Regions from separate parts of the Mus musculus genome. Here regions 1 and 2 are each linked to region 3. The links are chromatin contacts, called in public Micro-C and promoter capture Hi-C maps. All regions are on one chromosome and are shown on one strand. The core of a region is the stretch at or near the end of the contact, and the rest is flanking DNA. Distances in the headings are between cores, read along the strand shown.

Evidence for each region. Promoter capture Hi-C pulls out the DNA fragments that hold promoters and counts their contacts. A called contact is a pair of places that touch in the nucleus more often than the background predicts.
Region 1: a promoter capture Hi-C map of liver shows a contact between it and region 3, with 4 times the contacts expected there. The contact joins two enhancer-like sites. A contact is called at or near these places in 11 of 39 promoter capture datasets (the 3T3-L1 cell line, 3T3-L1-derived adipocytes, cranial neural crest and 7 more), 10 of 484 Hi-C or Micro-C datasets (the HL-1 cell line, the N1E-115 cell line, adipose-derived mesenchymal stem cells and 5 more) and 7 of 115 datasets of contacts at active chromatin or transcription factors (the 230-238 cell line, astrocytes, embryonic stem cells and 3 more).
Region 2: a Micro-C map of embryonic stem cells shows a contact between it and region 3, with 2.3 times the contacts expected there. The contact joins two enhancer-like sites. A contact is called at or near these places in 1 of 484 Hi-C or Micro-C datasets (embryonic stem cells), 4 of 115 datasets of contacts at active chromatin or transcription factors (cardiomyocytes, embryonic basal ganglia, embryonic stem cells and 1 more) and 1 of 9 other capture datasets (embryonic stem cells).

What each region holds. Positions count from the first base shown.
Region 1 is chr14:100,748,400-100,753,382 of GRCm38.p6, forward strand. No RefSeq gene overlaps it. Among named protein-coding and RNA genes, the nearest start is that of Gm23538, 9.4 kb to the right of the region's middle. Within about 2 kb of position 1,927, at least 183 of the 459 cell types and tissues checked have an H3K27ac peak or open chromatin away from gene starts, as enhancers often do. A contact at or near this core is called in the 230-238 cell line, the N1E-115 cell line, astrocytes and 6 more, where this site is marked.
Region 2 is chr14:100,108,983-100,113,679 of GRCm38.p6, forward strand. It overlaps Klf12 (Kruppel-like factor 12), which reads right to left. Exons shown (of 7, transcript NM_010636.3): 2 at 789-878. Among named protein-coding and RNA genes, the nearest start is that of Klf12, 38 kb to the right of the region's middle. Within about 2 kb of position 2,924, at least 20 of the 459 cell types and tissues checked have an H3K27ac peak or open chromatin away from gene starts, as enhancers often do. A contact at or near this core is called in embryonic stem cells, where this site is marked.
Region 3 is chr14:100,456,865-100,461,398 of GRCm38.p6, forward strand. It overlaps Gm34199 (a long non-coding RNA gene), which reads left to right. Exons shown (of 6, transcript XR_003951137.1): 5 at 323-518. Among named protein-coding and RNA genes, the nearest start is that of Gm26367, 41 kb to the left of the region's middle. Within about 2 kb of position 3,002, at least 157 of the 459 cell types and tissues checked have an H3K27ac peak or open chromatin away from gene starts, as enhancers often do. A contact at or near this core is called in the 230-238 cell line, the N1E-115 cell line, astrocytes and 7 more, where this site is marked.

The sequences.
Region 1 (4,983 bases), core at 677-3,176, 290 kb after region 3:
GGGATGCACACACTCCTAGTGAGGGTCCTATTTGCATCAGCATCCCTAGAACACCAGCTATTTTATTCAAAGGTCTTTACTGAGAGATTACCACCACTTTTGTATTGGCAGACATTTAAACATTCTAAGGAGAGACAAGTGTGAATCTCTCTTTTGTTACCAGCTGTTGAAATGATGGCCTCTGGGAGTTTCCTCAGGAATCTGGTGCTGGGAGGAGAAACTTGTCTTCCAAGAAGAGATTTCAAGGAGGGCGGTGGTGGCGCATGCCTTTAATCCCAGCACTTGGGAGGCAGAGGCAGGTAGATTTCTGAGTTCAAGGCCAGCTTGGTCTACAAAGTGAGTTCCAGGACAGTCAGAGAGAGACAGAGAGAGAGAGACACAGAGAGAGAGAGACAGAGAGAGAGAGACAGAGAGAGAGAGACAGAGAGAGAGAGACAGAGAGAGAGAGACAGAGAGAGAGAGACAGAGAGAGAGAGACACAGAGAGAGAGAGACAGAGAGAGAGAGACAGAGAGAGAGAGACAGAGAGAGAAACAGAGAGAGACAGAGAGAGACACAGAGAGAGACAGAGAGAGAGACAGAGAGAGAGAGAGACAGAGAGAGAGAGAGACAGAGAGAGAGAGAGACAGAGAGAGAGAGAGACAGAGAGAGAGAGAGACAGAGAGAGAGACAGAGAGAGAGACAGAGAGAGAGACAGAGAGAGAGACAGAGAGAGAGACAGAGAGAGAGAGACACAGAGAGAGAGAGAGAGATTTCATAGTGATGACAAACCGTAGTGCAGATGGGTCAATGGTGCCATGCCTACACATTGACTTGGACTGCCCAATCATGCATATATCCTACCATCCATTTAAACCTACACCCTATGACAGGACCTGGAAGATGGACTTTGTTCCTCTTCCCAGTGTGCCTCACTGAATAAATTTCCTTTCTCTGTGTTCATTGTTACTTTAGGTTTAATTGGCCTCCTGAGGACGGATGGCTCAGCTATTTGTTAGTGCTGCCAGAGCCAGATTCGATTCTAACACATTACGGGAGTGGAAGTGGCTGCCTCTTTTCCACTCAAGCAGAGTGCACAAGTTTCCCAGGCTGTGCACCATCGAGGTCTTAGTTGGACAATTAACAAAGGACTTGGGAACCATCTAATCCTTAGCTTATAAGCATTCTTATGTTCTTCCCGTTTGACATCTACATTTTTACTCGTAATGTATGTTAGTGCAGCTAGGGTTTCTGAGGGCCATTGCCTTACTTACTAGACATAGAAAATGGAGTCATAAATAGAAAATGAATAGGCCCCCACTTGACTTTGGAATTACCCTGGCCTTCAGGGTCAGAGGAAGGGGGTCACTGCTAACCCCACATGCAAACAAAGGCAGGTGGCCTGTACTGCCTTGCTTGTTCCTCACCCTTCCTCTCAGCAAGCGACCCTTTCCAGGCTCATCTGTACAGACATCCTGAGGAAGAAGAAAAGCCACCCAGTGTCTGCCCTTTCTTCCTAGCATAATGTTTGAAAGCGTAGACCTTGGCCAGATGGGACACACTTGGCAGATGTTCCGGAGCACAGCATTGCAACTGAAGAACTTTCTTCTTGGAACTCTGTCCCAAGGGCAAGGGTAGGGGTGAACAATCGAGGATGGCTGAACCCGGAGAGGCTCTGCTCTTGGCCAGCTGCAGCCTCTGAGGGATGTCACAGCCTGAGGCACTATCAGTCCTTGTAGCTTTCCCTATAAACTGGACTTACTAGCAGCCAGCCCGTGCCCAGCCTTGCCCGGGACTGGAGGGAGAGGGAGGGAGGGAGCTAACAGCACGGGGTGGGGAGGGTGGGGGGTGGGGTGGAAAAAGGGGCGGCACAGGAAGTCAAGCTGAAGCTGGGAGTGAGGACAGCAAGGGGTGGGCCGGGAGGCAATGAAGTCAGAGGCAGCAGGGACTGCAGCTGAATCAATTTGGAGCTAAAAATAGCGCCTTGCCGCTTCTGCCTCCGCAGTGATTTCCTAAAGGTCTCAGCTGCGCCTTGGAGAGAAAGCCAGCGTGTGTGTCCCCACCTCTCCTCCCAACTGGTGAGCGGAACAAAATAGCGGAAAGCAGCGGGAGCAAAAGAGACTTCCTCGGAGTCTCTCTAGACTGCAGCCTCCCTGTGTGCAGAGCCCCTGAAAGGGCCTCTGCTTCACCTGTTTTCCTCTGGAGTGGGATAATTCGAAATAAGGTCTTCCGAGTCTGAAAAGAGGTAAAGATCCCAGACATCTATGAAGAATCCAGACAAATGGGGCCCTTGACTTTCAAGCCGAGTGCATCAAGCATAGGACTGTCCATTCTAAGACTGAAACTGTTTACCAGACACAAGATAAAAGTCCTAATCTTCAAAGATGGACCATCGCAAAACAAACCCGCCCATGCTGGCCATAGGTGAAGGTCTGAACCTTCTGAATAAAGTTTGCCTTTTTTCAGGAGACACCAATTTAGGGATCAGTTTCCCTGATTGACCCCTCCACCCACCCCCAACTCCACCCCCACCCCCACTCACACACTGGCTAAGAAAAAGACAGCGCACATAAAAGTTTGGCACTTGGCAGAGTGATTTTCCCCCCCGCAGTGTGGGGAGGTAACCTTTCTGCAGCTACATCTTGACATTTGCATGGATTCAAATGCATCATAGGTAATGGCACCTGTGTGCCGAAGCCTCCTGATTTGTCTGTTCCAGCCACGGTCTGAATGAGGACTTTCGAGCTGAGAGATCGAAGGCAAAAATGTGCATACAAATTATGGGAGAACAGATAATGGGACGGACCATAAAAAGGAACAGGTTGGATTGATGTCTCGCGGCTCTCCTGCAGAAAGCATCTGTTCAGATTAAACAGCCCAGCTTTGGAAAGTGTCTAAGCTAGAGTCTTGATTTTAAAATCACCATTAATAATCATCTGTCCATACTTTTGAGTTAAGTATCAATTGTATATCCTTCAGAAGGAAACTAATAACATATACCTAAGCCCCAACCGTACAGGCAATCTTTTCAAAGGGAAGCCCAGTCCTCAATTCTTACTTTTAATCAAGCAAATTTGAACTATCGATGCTCATCTGTGGAATATGTGGAGACACATTAAAGGTTTCAAAGACCTCAGACACTATGAGGTTCTGTAGGTGAAGCCCCTTGTTCATTGTCTGTCTTGCTTTGAAATCGGTTCACTCTCCTGGAAGGAAGCAATAGTTCCTGTCAGAGAGAAAAGCAGAACACTGCCCAACTTGCCAATTTGACAAACAGCAAACTGTTATCAAGCACATTGGGAATCCGGCTTTCTCAGGAGGACCTATTGTTTACAGAAATATCTCAGCTGAGAAAGAAGTAAACATTGCCCCTGAGCTGCTGTGATAAAATTCGCATGGCTTTCTAAGGGTATTTATAACCTTCGAGGGGGAAATCTGCAGAAAATTTAGAATTGCTACAATGGTCCCCTTTGGTGCTTCTAATAATTTTTGGGCCTATTTCAATATTCCAATGACTGTTTTCACTGTCAAACAATGACCTCTGAAGTGAAGCCTATTTCTGCCCTGTTGGGCTCCTAATACAATTAGTAGAATTAGAAATGGGTAGGATGAATGCAAAAAGGAAAACAAATCAGTACTTAAGATGTAATAGAACTACATTTATTTTGTTCTGTTTTGTTTTGTGTTTTGTTTTGTTTTGTTTTGTTTTTTGTTTTTTTGAGACAGGGTTTCTCTGTACAGCCCTGGCTGTCCTGGAACTCACTTTGTAGACCAGGCTGGCCTCGAACTCAGAAATCCACCTGTCTCTGCCTCCCGAGTGCTGGGATTAAAGGCGTGCGCCACCACGCCCGGTATATTTTCTTATAAAGATATATTTGAAAATATGAAATCGTTTTTGAAGTTTAACTAAACCATCATCATCCGAGTCACGTTTAAAGCACAAATGACAGCTTCCCAGGCCATGGTGGGAACACTTTGGTGTTTCCTATTTCTGGGTGACATTAGGACAGAATGAAAAATTATTTCACTTGTAGTGTGAGGGACTGTACAATAGAAGGCTGGGTCCTGCCCAAAGAGAGGCACCGTAGGAGTCTCAGAAGCTGTTTGCTGCTCTTGTGTTTAATCTCATCTAAGTAAGTCCTAGTGCCTCAGAAGCAGACGCTATAGTGGCTAGGGAGCAAAGAGAACACTCGAGGTTCATCTGGCATGTTAGGAGTGAAATGAGCCAGGGGAGCCACGGGGAGATAGACGTCCTCCAGGTGTCTGGTCAGGGTGGGAGCAAGACGGGTTAGGGCGGACTGGACAGTAGTTAGATTCTTGTTCATTCTCTCTACCTGGGCATAGAAGGAAGAATGATAAGGTTCATAGGTCTGAGGAACTGTAAACTGACACTAGGTAGCTTGGGGGCATGACAGCTTCTGTTCCAGGCCTAGTTACCAAGGTCTGAGATTCCGAAGCCCATGGCAATGGACTCACATACAAGGCATAGGAGTGGCGTGTTTGCCCAAGTCCGAGAACTTGCAAGAGCTGACTTCTCAGAAAAGAGCTTCCGGAAAACTCCTCCCTGGCTCACAGAAGACACAGGAAGTTGTGAGATAATGAGAGAATGAGAAGCTGACTGAAGCAGGACCCACCCGTGATAAACTGCGCAGAATCAGTCTGTGGATTCCTCAGGCAGCGTCATAGACTCAGCGGAGAAGTCACCGAAGTGTAGGCAAGGAGTTCTGCTCTAGCTGATCCGATGGCATTTCAGAGGCTCCTTCAGTTTCCATCAAGTTTTTCCTCTGGTTTGTGAATAGTCACTAACGAGTCTATTAAACTCACTGGGGTTCCTTCTTTGTCATCTGTTGTTTTGTTTTTATTGTTGGTTGGCTAGTTTTTGTTTTATTTTATTTTATCTTATTGCTTATCCTTTGATATTTGTCGTTTTGTGTTTGTTTGTTTGTTGCTCATTCCCTGACTTGTCCATTTCATGAGAATTTCTGTTTCATCCTTGCCAATGGTT
Region 2 (4,697 bases), core at 1,674-4,173, 350 kb before region 3:
TTTAGTTTTGATTTCTTTTAGTAAGGCATACATTAGTATGGCATAAATGATGGATTTATTTATGTCCCCTGTCAACTTTCTGTGCTGCCTAAGAGGTAGCAGTGTCATAAGGTGTGTCGCCAGTGTGTACCCAGGGATATAGTGATTTCTCCTTTAAATGCCATGGTCAGATGCCCTAATTGTTTATACTGGCCTTATTGGTTTCCATTAGGGAAGCTTTGAATGTTATTAATAATAAAATTGCCAATTGTGGTTTCATATGAATTCTGTGTTCCTAGGTACCCTGTATCCATAAATTAATTTATGAATTTAGCTATGCTTTTGGGTACTTTTCACATTAACTGTCCCGATTTTCTCAACCATCTAGAATTGGAACAGTTTTAAATATCAGGGAGAAGCACTAGATACAATACAACCAAGAAATCCATTTAACCAACAGTTAGCACTCCCATGCCTATTCTCTGCCATTTCCTAACTTAGAATTTTACACTGAGGAGTTACACTCCCATCTTACATTCAATACTTTCTCTTTACTCTGGATTTGGTAGCTTTGCATGCAGCAATTTTCACTCAGCCACAAGGGTCTGTCTCCTCAGGTGCATCATGAAGTCCTAAGTTTCAGAACACCTCAAAGGGGATGCTGGTGTCTAAGGCTGCAAGTGGATGAGAGTCAACCACAGACAGGCTCAGGTGATTCCTTAGGCAGGGGACAAAAGAGACAGGGCAACTCTGCAAGTGAATGGGCCAGTCATGAGAGGGAGGGGGCCTCTGCGGAGGTCTCTGCTTACCCCTTGTTCAGATTCCACAAGCTCGGTTTTGACTCTGACTGCCGGCATTCCATCAAGCATTAGCATTCTGTTCTCAAGGGCGCTGAGATTCTGAGGATAGAAGAAAGAGTGAGATTCAGTTCCGAAGCAGCGCCAGAAGAGGCCATCCCTGGGAGTCTTCCTTCATTGCCAACCCTCAAGTGTTGCTGACCTAATTCTTCAAGAATGGAGCCTAATTAAATGAGGATATCAGCATGACCAATTATCCTCCTATGTGAACTTTCATTTGAAATAATGACTAGGAAGTTGACTAAATCAATGTGACTCTCTGACCCCTGGGTTGGAGGTCAGGCCATAATAAACTGCGGTGTGGAAGCATTACATTAATTTATATGGGGCTGGAAAATTTATCACACCTTCTCAATAGTGGGAGGAAATACACGGCAAGGTTCTTTCTCTTATCCTTAGTTCTGCCAGCTGTCTTGTGTACAGAGCCATAAATGAAAAGTCAGATTAGAGAAAAACCAGAAAACAAACAAACAAACAAAAACTTATATTGTCTAAGCCTGAATAATCTCAAGACAAAATAATATAATCCTAGATTTGTTGAAATTTTATACTATGCCAATTATGAGCAAATGAAAATTCCTACATATTAGCTCCCAAGAAACTATTTTAAAAGAACCAACGTGGGTTTTAATTTCAAAGGGAACAGGTAAGTGACATCAATAAGGAACAGGACGTTATTCTTACACATTTTTTGGCTCAGGTTATTGCCTCTAAAGAAAAGCTACATTGAACCTGTGGCTCAAAAGAGTTCATGAGCTGAGGAGAAGATGAAATCCAGTTTATGTTTCACCAATTCTCTCTGCTTTAGGTACTTTCTGGATCAGACATCTACACAGGCAATCAGAAAGACACACAAGCGGGACCCAAATTGACTTGTAAAACACATCCCAAATATGCCAACTTCAACTCGAGAAGCTGAATCAACTCATGGAGTTGACATGACTGATCCTGAGGTTTCAGGGAAGTCTCTGTGCTCAGTGGCCTTAGAGAGGTGACAGGACACTGAAGAGATCTTACTAAGTGGGTATGCATATGTGTGTGTTTGTGTCTGTGTGTGTGATAAAAGAATTATACATATACATGTATAAATTTGTATTATATACATACAAATATATATTCCCAAATGTGCATATAACTTGTTTCTTGTGGGTTAATCTTATCAACTTATTAAAAATACATCTCAACATTTGTTAATTGGTGAGTACACCAAATCTGTGTATATGCATATATATGTCTATGCATATATATTTGTATGTATAATGTATATGTATATGCTTATATATGTGTGTGTATATATATTATATATATTATATATATTATATATACTATATCTATATCTATCTATCTATCTATCTATCTATGCAGTTCCTAAATACTTGCCTACAGGGTGATAAAAGGTAGTATTATTTCCGGAGTTTGATGTTTTTCACTTTTCAGGCAGCTGGTTTTCGTGAAAAAGTTAAATAAGTACGCCATTCCAACAAATCACAGGGGAGATTTTATTACCAAATTCTACCAACAGGGCACACGCAGAACCAGTGAAGGGCTCCCTAATGAGAATATTCTAAGAAGTACAACTTCGAAAGCCTCTCCTGGCAAATAGTTTCTTTGAGAAAACCAACAAGAAGAAAATGGCAAGCTGCCCTAGCTCTCCTTAGTCACAAGGAACATTCAAAAAGATCACATCTCCTGGCTTACTAAGACTTCCTGTCAGGTTTTCCCGGAAGTACACAGCGTTGACCATATTTTGCCAGTATTTCACATTCTAACAGATGCAGGCAAAAGCAGGTACAATATTGCTAGATATCGCTGGTGTACCCAGTTAACGTCTTCCAAACTTAGAATCCTTTCTTCAAGGCGGGGGTGGGATGGGTGGGTATCCGTTACACATGAAGTTCTCAGATTAGAACTTGTAGCTTGTTGCCTCCAGTTTGCAGCATTACCAGCTACTCTGGGGGGGGGGATGTGTGGCTCTACAGCCCTCCACCACTCAGCTAGCTTCTTTCAGCAGCTCTGGGAATCTCCCCCCACAAAGCCTCCCAAGGTCGTTTCCTTAGTAGTCAGTGAAGGATGAGTTTCCTACCCTGGAGCAGCCTTACCCAGCTGAGAAGGGGAAAAGATACCTTATAAGGGAAGGCTGGGCCAAGCTGTACATTAGTGTGGGGGTGGGGGTGGGGAGGGGAAGGACTGGCTGGAAAGGAAGGCTTAATGAACTGTTAGAGTCTGATTAGAGGCTAATGTCCCTTTTAGTGTTCTGGACCAATTTACAGCTGGTGTACTCTAACCACTGTCTCCACTTGCTGTGATAAACTTAGCAGTTTAAAAACTGCAAGCTAGCCAGGGCTTTGAAGTGAAAATCTGAAATCCTAACTGGGTCTATTTAGCCAGGGTCCATAAGTTTGTGTGTGTGTGCACATATGTTTTAATAAAGTCCAATTTTCCTTGGGAATAACCCCATTTCTATGCTTTTTCAGAAACATGCCCAGCCACAACCATAACCAACAACATAGACAGCAATGTTCCCAGCTGGGAAACACAGCCCCCATAGCCGAGTTCTTTCGGTCAGTAAAATGATTGATAATTAGTGCAGACAACATTGCCACATTCACAAATGAATCATATTAATCTCTACCCCTAGGATTCTAACCCCACTTAAAAGACTTAAGGAGCACTGAGAGCCCCAACACTCTGAACCATCACCAGGAAGGCGCTGGGGGGAAGTGATACAGCATCCAGTAGTCAGACAGAGTGAAGACACTTCTAACGTACTGGTAGCTACATCTTAACAAACAAGTCCAGACACATAGGATGTCAGATGACTGCAGAATTTAAGTATACAGTGGGTTCTGACAGTTTGAAGTTGCTGTCAAACATATCTTGCTACGATCTCAATGAAAACATATTGGCTATGGAATCAATGGGTCCGGTGAACCCCAAGAGGTAAACACAATGATATCACCATCAATCTTGTCCTGGAGCTATTTGTATACTTATGTTGGATCAATATTTTGATGGTATATGTCCCTCAGATTTATAATTTATACTATATATATATATATGTATAAAACTATATACTTATATACAGCATGTATACCTTGTTTCTTATGAGTGGATTTTATCAAAAGTACCACAAAATTTATAATAATAATTACTTGATTATTATACAAATCCATGTAAAGTTAATGAGAATGTCGCTTTGGATATATCTACCTTCCAAGTAAGCCTTGTGCCACAGTACTCCCACAGATGGCAGTTTTCTTGGTCAAACGTCATAGGAGCACAGGGGTGACTGATTCAAGCACCGCAACATACTCAGAACTGATGTGCAGCAAGAAGGTCTGAACTGCAGTGACAGTGACTCGGGCATCCATGGAATGGACATGACCCCTAGGTCAGCTTCTACAAATTGTTCTACCCTACAGCGCAGGACTTTTCTTCTCCCTCCTCCAGACTGTGAGACAACTGGAATAGCGAAGGCCTGGAGAGTCATTGCCCAACTGTTTAATCTCTATATTTAATTGCTAACCAGAAAGTTCCTAATGGTGTTTGTTTTGTTCTCTGATGGTCCAGGATATAGTTGCTTAAATATAAGTATCTTCTTCATAATATATACGGCTATGGGTGAAGAGACCTCAGTTGTAGCTGTCTCATTTTGAAAGTGATGTCAGAGATGGACAAACAGTTCAGAATGCAGAATGCACTGCACTAAATGTTGCCATAACTTTATAGCAGATTCGTACAGGTTTCCCAGGCAAACACGCTCAATGCACAGAGTACCGCCCACACGGTGGGTGTGCTAACCAGCAGGAGAAGCAACAGAATCAGATTACAGGCAACTTGAGCTTCTACATAAAAGAATAC
Region 3 (4,534 bases), core at 1,752-4,251:
AAGTGCTCTTAAGTGAGTCATGGTTTTCTCATTGCTTCCTGTACTACAGTTACCATCAGGAGTGGAAAGGAGCAGGTGTCTGGCTTTCAGTCCCAGCTTTGTTATACACTTCCAGCTGACCATATAACAATGGCTTTGACGCTTGGCTTCTTAACCGTTGTCAGTCAAGGATTCCATTGACTTAGTAGATAATTTCACTAACCAGTGTTCTACCAGGTGCCCTCTGAGCGCACCCTGCACCCTGGCCATTTCCACCTTTGTCCAGAGGCTCTCATTTCCTGGGTTTTTACTCTGCCTCTCTTCTGCTTCTGCATCTTCACAGGCACAGGAAGGCCACCTATGGCCATACAAGCTTAGAATCCTGCCACTCCAACTACTTCTCTGCCAGCTCTTTCTACTCGCCCCCAGACAACCAAGGATAAGCAAGATGAATGAGCTCATCTTAAGAAGCTGAATGCTGGGGAAGCCAGGCCAGCTCTTGATGCTTCCTTTCCGGTTCCTTTCCACGCTATATACAAGTATGTCCTAAAGTAGGAATGAAGCAATGTCTTCAGTATGGATGTTAAACCTCTACAATGATCAATGCAAGGTAGAGGGCCACTATGTGCAACAATGTAAGAAAAGTCTGGTAGAAAGTCTACTGAAGTCATGATGAAAATGGTAAACACTGGACTCTCAGGAAGACAAAGCAAAGTTGAGAGCAGTAAAAGTATTCAGGGAGTCTTCTGAAGATCTAAACCTTAACTCTTAGGGAAGAAAGTGTGTGTGTGTGTGTGTGTGTGTGTGTGTGTGTGTATGTGTGTGTGTGTGTGTTTGAGTGTGTGTGTGTGTGAGATAGAGAGAGAGAGAGAGAGAGAAAAGTGTGTATGTGTGTAATATTTATAACTTATATGTATATGTGTTATATATGTTTATACATATAGTCACATTTTCTAGATGTATAACTTAGAAAGTTAATAATATCAACACAGTTTTCTAAAAAGTGAAATTCAGACTTCATATAGCTTTGTCAAAAAAAAGAAGTATTAAGCAATGATAAAATATGAGCTGACTTAATTTATACTGAGGCTCTCAGGAAATTTGTAGTTTCTGAGTGCGATCTTAACCCCGACAAAGTCAGCATCTATGTGTTTAGGCAGGAGGCTGACCTAGTCTGGAAGCATCAGAATAAATAATACCTCATTGTATTTGCTTTGGCTTGCCATGAGTATTTCCCCACTCCTGGACTCCATGAACTTTGCTGAGTTTTCTATTCCTGACTTCTGGTATTTGGAATGGAGACTCATAAATGGAGATAAGAGCCTTGAAATTATGGTCCAGAATCTCTTCCTCTGCAGGCAAGCTTTAGCTTTCATTTCTAATTTCCCTTAGAAGGAGAACACACATATTGTCTCTCAAAATTATTTGAAAGGAAGCTTCATTAATCACTACGTGGCCACTTCTTAGCCTTAGTCCCAAAGGTCTGGTAAGCTTTAAATCCCTAGTGACACCTGCTGGGCAGACCTCTGCTCCTGCTGCACCCTTCCCTCAACCTGCCTCTTCCACACAAAACTGCTGGCCAGGAGGTGGGGGGCCCATTGCTGCCTCCTCAGTGTCCAGCCAGTCTGCTCTCATGCAGGTGACCCTCGCCCGTGTAGCCTATTCTCACGGTTCCTGAGTTCCTCTGCCTAGGCCCCAGGAATCAAACAAGAAGCTACCAAAGCAAGGCATGGAAAAGAGTGCTGGGGTGAGAAGGGAGGGAGAAGGAGAGGGAGAGGGAGAAAGGGAAAGGAGGCAGAGACACTGACAGAGAAATGGAAAGACAGAGAGAGACAGAGAAAATTTCAACATTCGGCAACCCCCCCCCCCCCCCAGCCCTAAGTTACTAAACTGCTTCTTTGTCTGTAAACTCTGGGGTGAACGATGCCATTCAGCCGTATGTTTTGTTCAAGCACAAACCAAATTATGCTATACTTGCGTATATCTGAACATATTGGTTTATCTTACATAGAGTTTAATTGATGCAAACTTGAACTTCAGTGTGTTAGATTTTCAGGGAAAACACCATCCTGCAATTCAGAGCGTTATGTTTTTCTTTGAACAAAGAGGAAAAAAAAAAAAGGAAAAAGGCAATTAAAACCCTGCTTTCTTTACTTCATCCACACTCTCCAACCACTACAGAAATCCTGTTTAACCTCTTGGAGTGTGACCTCTTCTGTCCTTTCCTGTCCAATGGCAAAATTTCCCTCTGAGCCAACATCTGCATCCTTGGACAGATGTACTTGTGTGCAAAGTCCATGTTAGCTGATCAAGCGTGGCTTTGTTTGCACTTATTCATTGCTCACCCAGCACTGTGTAAGTGGTTTTGCATATTAACTAAGTGCACAGTAACCTTTCTTTACCTCCTTAGAGCTCCACCCCCTCCCACCCGCCGGGGGAAATCAACACTGTTACTCGCCTAGGAAGCTGCCAAGAGGTTGTCATGGCAACCGTTCAGCTTTCAGCAGCTACTTTTCTGGTTTGAAGGGGAGGGGAGAGGAGAGGGGAAAAAAAGCACCATCCACCCAACACACTGAGGAGAACTAGGCAGTTTTCTGATCAGAGTTCAGATAAAGAAAGTCACAGTAATTTGTGGCCACTGACTAAAATAACCCCGGGGATGGGAGAGTTACCACATAAGAAGCAAACTAAAAAGGTAAGCGCAAGAAAAAGGCAGTAATTAAGTTATTCGGTGGTGGTCACAATATGAAGTATTTCGGATTTTGTCAGCCCATGTCATCTAAGATGTTATCTCATGAGTCTTTTTTTTTTCATCCCGAGCCAAACAAAGATGATTTTTTTTATGGGATTCCAAACGTCAGGGAGGCAGCGCAGGAGGGTAAGCCAGCCCCAGAGGGGGATGCTCACATCTGAAAGTCATTTCCCCAAAACTTCATTTAACCCAGGAACAATGCGGCTCTCAGGCACCAGGAGCTGGAACCAGGTGCAGTGCCAGGTCAAAAGGCAGCCTCCGGAGCTCCTCTCAGTGGGGGTGGCTGGCTAGGTGTGCCCAGAAATGGTCTGATTTCAAAGGAAGGTCTGGGTAGGGCTAGACAGGAAAGGGGCAGAGTCAAGAAATGAAAGTTAAGAAACCTAATGCCCGTGGGTATAGAGGCACCCAAAGCTCTGCTAATCTGTCTAGACTCCTGTATTGTCAGAAGAAAGTAGCTCAACATGACTCTTGGTGGCAGTGAGCTGCAGGGTGTGGCAGGAAGGGGCTCTGAGCACTAGAGTGGAAGGACTTGGAACCTGTGTCGCATCCTTTTTGTTCCCCTGTCTGGCTGTCTGATTGTCCGCCTGTCTGTCCATCTGTCCATCTGTCTGTCTGTAGCACCTACTTTCCACTGGCCAACAAATTTCCCAGCATCCTCAGTATTCAACCTTCTATATTATTGAGCCCCTTTAAGAAACAACATAGGAACACGTTTTGCCGTAGTCGTCAGCACACAAGCTACTTTCTGAATCTTGGATGTGTTCTTCAGAACCCAGCCGCAGCTACAGCATCCAGATACATTTAAAGGAGCTAATAATAACATGGAAACAAAATAAAATAAAATAAATTGAATAAAAGAAAATAAACATAGATGGGGCTGGGTTGTGAGTAAATAAAAATATACCCCAACCACCAGTGCTGTTTCTAACACGTGTTTTCTTTAATATTTTACTCGATTTTTATTATCTTTTTTTAATGAGTCTTCATGGACTGTACTCTCGGGTTCCAGCACCGGTTAAAGGAGGTATCCTTCAGTACCGCTGTAAGGTTATCATCCCTTTCACTAAATGATGGTAGGGAACTTTTGGCATGAGCCAACTTGTGCTCTGACCTGAAATCCAACTCCCTTTGCCAAACTTCCTGTCTCTGTGGTGTTGCTCACTTGCATTTCGGATTTGACTTTGACAAGCAGAGAAGAGTTGAGGGTAAGGAAAGAGGTGGTGGGCAAGGCCGTGAAAGAGATGTCTATAAACACTGAAGACATACCATGGCTGAAGCCAATATTCTTCAAGGTGGAGTTCAGAAGTACATGATGACAGACCTTCAAAGATCACAAGGAACAAGAAGACAGGAGTGTGATGAGGCCCAAATAAAAAGGACCAGGACCTATAACCATTTATTCTGGCCAAACTGCAAAGTTCTTGAGACTAAGAAGGGCCACTGATAAGATCAAGAACCTTGCCTTGATGCTGGACTTTTTTCCTGCAAAGCTGAGGGAAAGTTCTAAGAGCGAAAGGCAGAGCAGAGCCTCCCCTATGTCACGAATGTAGCTAGAGGCCCCGGCTTACATAACTGTCACAGGATACAGAATGACAGTCCCTCAGCCTACAGTAAATGTGATTAAATTATCTCATCAGACCCGTTCTCCTGAGGATTTCTACAATTTCAGAAAACCATCTGTTAATGTGACCTGTCTGCTAGACCCCCACACAGCGCAGGACAGAGACATTTGTATTCAAAGACATTGCTCCCTCCAGTGATCCGTTGGAGGCCTACCAAGTTTAGTCTCTGCAGCCAGTTGAG